Linked DNA regions of Gossypium arboreum: all the other regions are linked to region 2. The links are chromatin contacts, called in public Hi-C maps. All regions are on one chromosome and are shown on one strand. The core of a region is the stretch at or near the end of the contact, and the rest is flanking DNA. Distances in the headings are between cores, read along the strand shown.

Evidence for each region. A called contact is a pair of places that touch in the nucleus more often than the background predicts.
Region 1: a contact with region 2 is called in a Hi-C map of leaf, with 4 times the contacts expected there. The contact joins the promoter of LOC108484820 here to the promoter of LOC108484615 in region 2. A contact is called at or near these places in 2 of 5 Hi-C or Micro-C datasets (both in leaf).
Region 3: a contact with region 2 is called in a Hi-C map of leaf, with 2.9 times the contacts expected there. The contact joins the promoter of LOC108485503 here to the promoter of LOC108484615 in region 2. A contact is called at or near these places in 2 of 5 Hi-C or Micro-C datasets (both in leaf).

Annotation. Positions count from the first base shown.
Region 1 is chr6:56,073,063-56,076,040 of ASM2569848v2, reverse strand. It overlaps LOC108484820 (G-type lectin S-receptor-like serine/threonine-protein kinase RKS1), which reads right to left and starts at 1,437. Exons shown (of 8, transcript XM_053029515.1): 1 at 1,201-1,437; 2 at 110-1,198. The coding sequence starts at 1,393.
Region 2 is chr6:56,279,247-56,281,946 of ASM2569848v2, reverse strand. LOC108484615 reads right to left here and starts at 1,258. Exons shown (of 2, transcript XM_053029440.1): 1 at 1,073-1,258; 2 at 1-977. The coding sequence starts at 1,087. The coding sequence ends at 93.
Region 3 is chr6:56,465,080-56,467,779 of ASM2569848v2, reverse strand. It overlaps LOC108485503, which reads right to left and starts at 1,378. Exons shown (of 2, transcript XM_017789355.2): 1 at 772-1,378; 2 at 341-579. The coding sequence starts at 1,204. The coding sequence ends at 524.

The DNA of each region.
Region 1 (2,978 bases), core at 188-2,687, 210 kb after region 2:
ATTTTAAAATCAGCATAAATAAATGAATGTAATTATCCTAATAATAACTCTTACTTTTTCTTTCTAAGGTGCACCTAAAAATAACCCATTCATTATATTTAGTGCTTACCTATCTCATTTTTATCCACTCGTATGTATAGGTCTTGTCCCGTATAGGTATATTTCCTCGCATCCATCAAATCTCCATGCCAAGTCAAGCAGCCAATCCCTCTTCCAGTCTCTGAGTTTGCACTAGCATAAGCCATGCAAGAACAATTTCTCAAGCACTTTTCCTTGCATTGTTTCAATCCTATACTCATGTTTACAACTGCCGCAGAAGTGTCAGGCACCTTCGCATGTGGAAACTTGACGAACCCTTCTCCATTTCCACACATGGAGATACCTCGCTTCCTCACGCATCCTCCTGTCCAATCTCCTATGAACCATCCTTCGGGTGATTTGGGTTGGAATCCTGGGAAACATGTACATTCGAAAGCACCTGCGAGATAAGGGTTACAGTAACCATTTGGCCCACAATGCCCGTAAAAATCACACAGTTCCGTTGGAGCCGAATAAAAAACAATCCAACGTTGCGCTTCATTGTTCCATGATTCTCTTTGCAAAACTCCTGTTTCCTTCGCTAGCGTTCTTGATATGATGGAGCTATTTCTCACATCTGAAGAGAACGATACTTCATAACCAGTGTTGACAAATGTATCTTTAAATATGAAGTTCTGTGTCATTTGAGGTATACCACTCCATCTTTGTCCGGTCCAAGGTCCGCTTCGCCACCATGGAGTCGAACCCTTGTACAAAAACATCTGAGGAGACCCGTTTGGGTTCATCCTGAAGGAATAGTTCCCAACCCCTGGATCATCTGTAGACTTCCAAGACGTATATATTAGGTTCAGACCGGTTCTAAGATTCAACCCAATCTTTTGAAATGAAAGCCAATTATTTGTTGGATGGTCAAAACTCTGCCACAGTACCGCCTTTGTGGTATCATTGCGAATCAAAACAAGATTTCCCGAATCCAAAACTTGAGCAATACAATTGCTAGTGCCTGCGAGGGAAATGTTTGTGGACCAGACAGGAAGTGTTTGGTTTGTTTGGAACAGGACAAGATTTCCTCGACGGTCGATAGAGAAGACCCTTGAAGTATCATTAATGGGATTCTCTCTGTTAGCCACCCAAACAACGGTCTTCCCGGATGTTGATAATACCAGATGCCAACATATCGATTACTAGAACTGCCAGGGCTGAAAAATCCTAGTGCAAAAATATTGCCACTAGAGACCATCACTTCATCGTTATCTTTAATGAAGTGATGTTGCGTTATGGTGTCTGAAGAAAAGGATAAGTGAGAAAGAAAGAAAATAAGCAGTATTTTGAGAAGCCATAAAACAGGATTCATCACCGCTTCAGTACATGCTTCGGGTGTTCCGGAACAATGATATATATTGAATTGCTGAAGAGAGCAGTTGGGATCTCAGTGTCGCATTGAAAAGTGGATGGTCCCATTACGTTAATTACTGGGGATTTTCAATGAGTGGTGTTAATCTCTTAAGCATTTATTTCCGTTTGGCTCAACCGTTGAGAGATTACCGAGTCAAGGCAAGTCAATATCTAAACTCCGTCTTACAAATGTTCTGTTCTGAAAATTTAATACGCGTAGGTGGTTGACGATTATTTTATCTTCCATAATTAGATTTTAGAAACATTCAATTTCAATCTTGTTAATTGGTATGTGAAAACAATTATAGCCACCATTTTCCCCTCCTACTTGAAAATTTAATATTTTCTCTTGCAATATTAGGGATATCTAATGAGTTCAACCATCAAGCATCAAAAGTCTTTCAATTTCTACTCGATTTGGGTCAAATGACTTTGAAAATTTTAATAGTGATTTAACTATTGTTTTCTCCTGCATGTTTATGAGTCAAGTCAATTTCTTTTTTTTTCAAAATATTATTATTTTGATTATTTTTTAGAATGTATTGTAGGTTATTTTGATTATTGGTGAAAAATGTATATGTACCGGGACAAAATTAAGAATGATATAATATAAATGAATGCTAGTTAAAGAATTAAATAAAATATAACAAGCGGCGATGATCTAAATAAATAAAGTGAATTATATTTGAGTATTTGAGTCTTAATGAAGAACTGATAAGTAAGAAGAATTAAATTTTTATTAGTTGTTTAAAATGTGTAAGTAATAAGACTTTGTGAAAAACTTAAATTTATTTATTGATAGGATTACATCATTGTACCAAATTTGAAGATTGTAAAGTTATTGATCTATATTAGCTTATGTTAATGCATTGGAATGTACATAAAAGCTTAGGATAGTTGAGGTGTTTCTAATTACATTGGCCTATGTTCTCATGTGTTACTTGAAATCATGATGGAATTTTCTACTTAGTTAAGACTTGATTTTTTAATTGGCATAACCATGTTTATGGGATGAGTTTATGCTTGAATGAAGTTTAAAATAGTTTTAAAATAATTTGAAACTCATGAATATAATATGATAATGTTTGGGATGATTTAAAAGTATTTTTTAACTAATTTTGAGGTTCTCTGTATTAAGTCCTAAAACTTAGCCGTATTGAGACTTGCAAGTCAATAGCGAAAAAGTTATAATAAGTCAAGTCTCAAGATTTGCAAGTAAATAGCTAAAGGACAATAATAAGTAGGCTAAATTTCAAGCCTTGCCCAGATGCAACTTGTGTTTTTAATCAGTTTAAATCCCAAGACTCCATTTAATGTTTTGAGTATATCCAAACTTGAGAAATGATTTGAAATTATTTTTAAAATTTGATGAAACTTTGTAAATGTTGAAAATTGGTTTAAACATTTTATTAAGATGTGAAATTGATGTTTTGTAAAAAATATATATATCACTTACCTATGTGGATTATGATGAGACCAGATACAATTAAAGCAAATATTGCATCCAAGCTTACACTAAGACATCGAGATATTTCTAAAGATTA
Region 2 (2,700 bases), core at 9-2,508:
ACCGCGGATTATGGATCTAGTGGGAAAATCACAGACTTATTTACAGATGGAATTGTTCATACTGCTACATGTTTCCTTCTAAAACAAGGAAACTAATTCAACCATGAATGTTCCTCTTGATACTCCATCTGCCTTGATATAAGTTGTCCCTGATAATGCCTTTCGTAATTGAAGATTGGGTTCTCGTAAATACCTCCACTGCCCCATCTTTCACCATAAGGATACGAATTACCAAAAAGATAGTCTGCAGTCTCCTCCCATGGGCAGTTTACTCCTTGAGGACCATAGCAATTTCGATAATCGTTCTCTCTCTTTGCACGATCCAGGCAGGGCCAGTAACCAAACAAACTTTCACAAAGGTCCATTGCTTCTAAGCCATACCCTGGAGGGATTTGAGACACTCTCTTTTCATATTCAGCACCATAAGGGTAACCATCAGTGTAACTTTCCTTATTCTCTTCACCTTGATATGACTCTACAGGCCTGCCATTAGAACCCACATTACCAACTTCGTTACTTCCCTGGGTTTGCTGCTCTTGGTCCTTGACTGTGGCTGTTTTGCTTCCATTGCTAGGCTTTTCTACCAGTTTATCAACTCCTTTCCCATAAGGCGACTCTATAGACCCATAAGAAAAGGTTTTCAAGGATTGATCATTCGGATCCCCTGATGAACGTGGATAACATATTCCCTCGGAAGGGGGCAGGGGTTTGCCATATGTTGCATCAAGATCATAACCACCGCCATAAGGCGTTGGATCATACTCTTCAAATTCAGGCTCATTGAACTCTGAGACAGAATATGAGACAATTAACCGAGTCTTTACAGTACCATAATCTTCACCATAAGGGTTTAGGGCATACTCAACATAGTTAGGCTCACTGGAAGTATACGAAGAGTATGCAACAGCCGAGCGACCAATTTCAGGATCATAAGCACCATAACATGGAGCTGAATCGTATTGGAAAGAATTGTAATCCTTGTATGCATAGCCATAGCTAGAATGAGCTTCTAAGTCTTGTGATGAAACATAATCATGGCTACTATCACAATAGGGAGTTTGATAATACTCACCAGAATTAGCTTCATAATAATAGTTGGAGCTGTAATTGGCCATTACAGATTCATCAAATCTCAAACCTGAATTTTCCAGAAAAAAGGAAAATGTTACTCAATTCCCAGTGAGCAAGGGGGGGTTGTATCTAGATTTATCATTAAAATATCTACCACATAGCCTTTATCTTATGAGGAGAGAGATAAAGTTTATGCACATGTGAGGAGAATTGTGAAATTGGACTTTGATAACTACCGCCTAACTTTGTTTTCTTTGTTTTTATTTGAACAAAGAAAAGGAAAAAAAAAATCAATTATCACAAACATGAAAACCCAACATTGCAACTTCAATAGTAGAACAACCATATAGGGTTCATTTTATCTATTTTACACAAAAAATAGATAGATTAATCCCTATAATTAGATCAAAGAGTAAATTGGTCCTTTTATTAAAAAATTTATCCATTTCTATTATTAAAAATTGGTCATTTATATCAGCGTGAGGTATATGTGACATGTTATATGTCATTGATTTGTTGTTCTATCTATCATGCCAGTTTTTATTACGAGTGAGTAAAACTCGATTGGACTCAAAAAATTAAAAAAAATTTGAATTTTGAGTTATTTGATTTTTTTGAGTCAACCCGAATAAGTTATTTGGGTTTCAAGGTCAAGACGAGTTGAATTTGAATAATTTGAATAATTCGAATAACTCAAATAACAGATTGGTGTAAATATCCCTTTGGTCTCTGTCAATTTTGAAAATGAACAAATTGATTTTTCTCAACAAAATTAAAAAAAATGTTCAAAATAAGTTTTAAAATTCAAAATATTTATAAATATTTAAAATTTTATATTTTAAAAAATTCTGAAAATAAAGAATATGTAAAAAAGTTTTTAAAAAAGTTGGCCCTAATTAAGTAAATTAACTATTTAAGTTTATCGTACTAAAATATCCTCTCTTTTCTCTTATTTTGCTTTGAAAATTTTTGGTTTCAATTTATATGATCTAACATTGAATGAGTTATATTGTAATAAGATTTTAAGTTGATATGTTTAATTTTTAATTTAATTCTAATAATTTCACTCGATTTGAAAAAAATTCAAATCTTGTTAGGATGATAAAATGGGACTCACCAACTCAAATAACTTGAATTTTTTTTACTCGATTCGATCGAATGCTCACCTCTAATTTTTATGAGTACAAATGGATGAATTTTTTAACAAAAAAGACGAGTTAGCTCTTTGATCTAATATATATGAACTAATTTATCCATTTTCTTTAAGTAGAGAAACAATATACAATTTAACACCTAATACCGGGGACCTCAATGATATTTTTCCATAACTTGAATCAACAAAAGAAAAGCATTGGCTCATTTCTCTTTCAATTGCTGAAATAAGAAATGTCAAAATCACATAATTGAAAGCACTACTTTTTCTCACCAGCACTAAATCCCTAACAAAATAGAGTGTGAAAGGTTTTGGATGTTTTGCAAAGAAATGGCGAGGGAGTGTAGCTGCAATGTCCCATCCTGTACCTAAGTATGATAAGAATGAATTTGGTTATCTTGTTGTTCTCATATCTAAATTTCAATTTTCATGGGTCCAAAATTGACAATAAAAAATCAAAGTGATGACAGTCAAAA
Region 3 (2,700 bases), core at 129-2,628, 190 kb before region 2:
GGCCCATACCTAATTCCTTGTTCCAAAGGCAGCTCTCGCTTATTTCTTAAATAAAAACCAGTTGTTTTCCTCATAGTAACATAGGGATGGATGACATAAAACTTGAGCCCCAATCTATGAATGATTTTAATACAAAATCTAAACAAACCCAAAAAGAAGACAACATTTTCTATTTTATGTCAAGTGCTGTTAACTAATACCATGAACAAAATGATGGAAATACCCTTTAGAATAGCTAAACAAATTCTATAATTCTTAGCTTGGAAATTTAAGAAAACGACTTTTAAGTTTGTTGAGTATGAAGAAGCTAGGTGAAAGAGACGATCATTCCATTAACAGGTTTATGAACTCCCAAAATTTGTCACTTGATTGCAAAATCTTATCTTCCATTTCCCATCTTTACATTCATCTCCACATATACCATCTACAATACAAACTCATTTTCCCCATCTTGTTTTGGAAAGAAAAAAAAAAGAAAAAAAGAAAAACAAAATCTCTCTTGAAAATGAAGCAATGGAACAAATCATCTCTGAACTTGAAATCCCATCTTCTTCCTTCCAAGAATTTCCGCCAGAACTCCTGCATTTTAAGACCCATTTTCAGATGATTTAACAACACAATTCTAAGAAAAAGAAATAGAAAACTTGAAAGATCTAGACTATTTCTAATACCATCCTCTGCCCAAAACAGAGGAAATTAGCATAACCAAAGAAACCAATAATTGTAAACAAATCCAAGATCCAACTCAATTAGTAGGAGAAGAAAGATTACCTTGACGCTTGCAAACAGGAGGATCTTCAAAGAGGGAAAGGGAAAGTTGTTTATGGGCAACCCCGATATCAAACAGAATAAGGCCAGAAGAAGGATCATTAACAGTGATACCTTTAACATTAAACCACACAAACAGCTCTTCCTGAGAGAGGCCTTCAAGTCCCACAAGTCCACCATAGCTAAGATTAGCTGTGACCACACGGTCAAAGTGTACCCTCCCATCAAACTTGGCCATGCATGGGGTTTCCAGGTGCACTTCAAGGCGACCATCATCAGGGTCAAATTTATAGGATTTAACATTGTCTGGGAAAAGACCAACAGGCAAGCCTTGACTCTGAAGGAGATCATGTAAGGAAGAGGCGACTAAGAGAGGGAGAAGAAGCAGAGTACCGAATAAAGTTATGGATGTCAGAATTTTCGGAGATGGAGACATTGTTGGGATGATTTTCCAAGATTGGGACACAAACTTGGGAGATCTGAGGTTTTTCTTCCTTCCAAGGGTTTAAAACTTTAAATTTAAGGTTGATTTTTAGGGCTAGCAGAGTACTGTGTCGAATTCTATGATAGAAAATGAGAAATGGGGGCCAGGAAGGACTGCCCAATTTCTAGCCTGGCAATTTTTAATTTATATGTTGACCTTATACTTTGTTCCTGTTATGTGAAATTGACCTTTCACTCCTTGTATTTTTTACATATTTGAAATTTAGTCTTTCTTTTCTTTAATCTTATGAATTCAGTCCTTTTACTAATTTGATTTAATAATTGAAGGCCAAATAAGTAAATAAAAACGTAAATAAAAACTATTTGAATATGGGTTTGTAAGGTTTCAAATTCTAAATATGGGTTTGTAAGGATTTTCAACATTTTTTAAAGTGAAAATTGATATATATTTTTTAATTATAGGGCTTCAACACTATTTTAAATTGGCCACATATGCATTTCTTTCAAAAGAAAAAGGGTCATATAATTCAATTTAACGAAAACCCTTTATCGGTATTATTAAATCGAAAGATTAAATTTTAAATGTGTAAAAGATGAAATTATAGGAAAAGTAGAGGATGATTTTGGAAATCTAAATTTTGAAGAAGGTTAGTGAAAGGAATCTGATAGGTAACAAGGGTTGATTACTCGTTGGGACGGCCAATAATGATATAAGAGACAGACAGTAGTTACATACCCCAACGCCATGCTTGAAAATTACGAGGTTTGAGATTGACAGCTTTCTTTGTAATACATACATTATATCACCTAACAGGTTTGGAAACAATAAAAAAAAAAAAAAACATGTAATTAATTAGTTGCCACATTTATTAAACAAAATCATTAGGGATAAACAAGAACAACTTTTCCTTCTCTTTATGACTTTTGCCGCTTCTTTAATGATTATTCATTGCCATTGGACTGTCTCGTGATGCCTTTTTTTTCACCTGACCCCATCTATGTTTTGTTTGTTGTTCCCGGCGTTGTTTTAAATTCAAACTCTACAAATTTCTTGTTCTGCATATTTTATATATTTGAGTTTCAATATGACCCCCAACATATAATGGCAGAAAGGCCAACGTATTTGCTCAACCCAAGTTGTCTTATAAAATTGAAAATATTAATATTGTACGAGCTTGCACTTATATTTGAATATTAGATCCGAATCATCTTATTGTTATATGATTCCAATGGAATGAGTCTCCATGACCAGTCGTCAAACATTTAGATAGCATAGGACATATGTAAAATAAGTGGATTAGAGGCACAAACCCTATTCTTACTCTGCCTAAACTGTTTTTTGATAACCAGGATTTTGAAGAGGTTGTGGCTTGACTTGCACCACAACCACAACATTGGTTTATTACTTGGTTATTTTACTATAAAAACATATAGTTGTCAAATATTTAAATAGGATTTAAAGTGACTATCTTTTACAAAGTAAGTGAA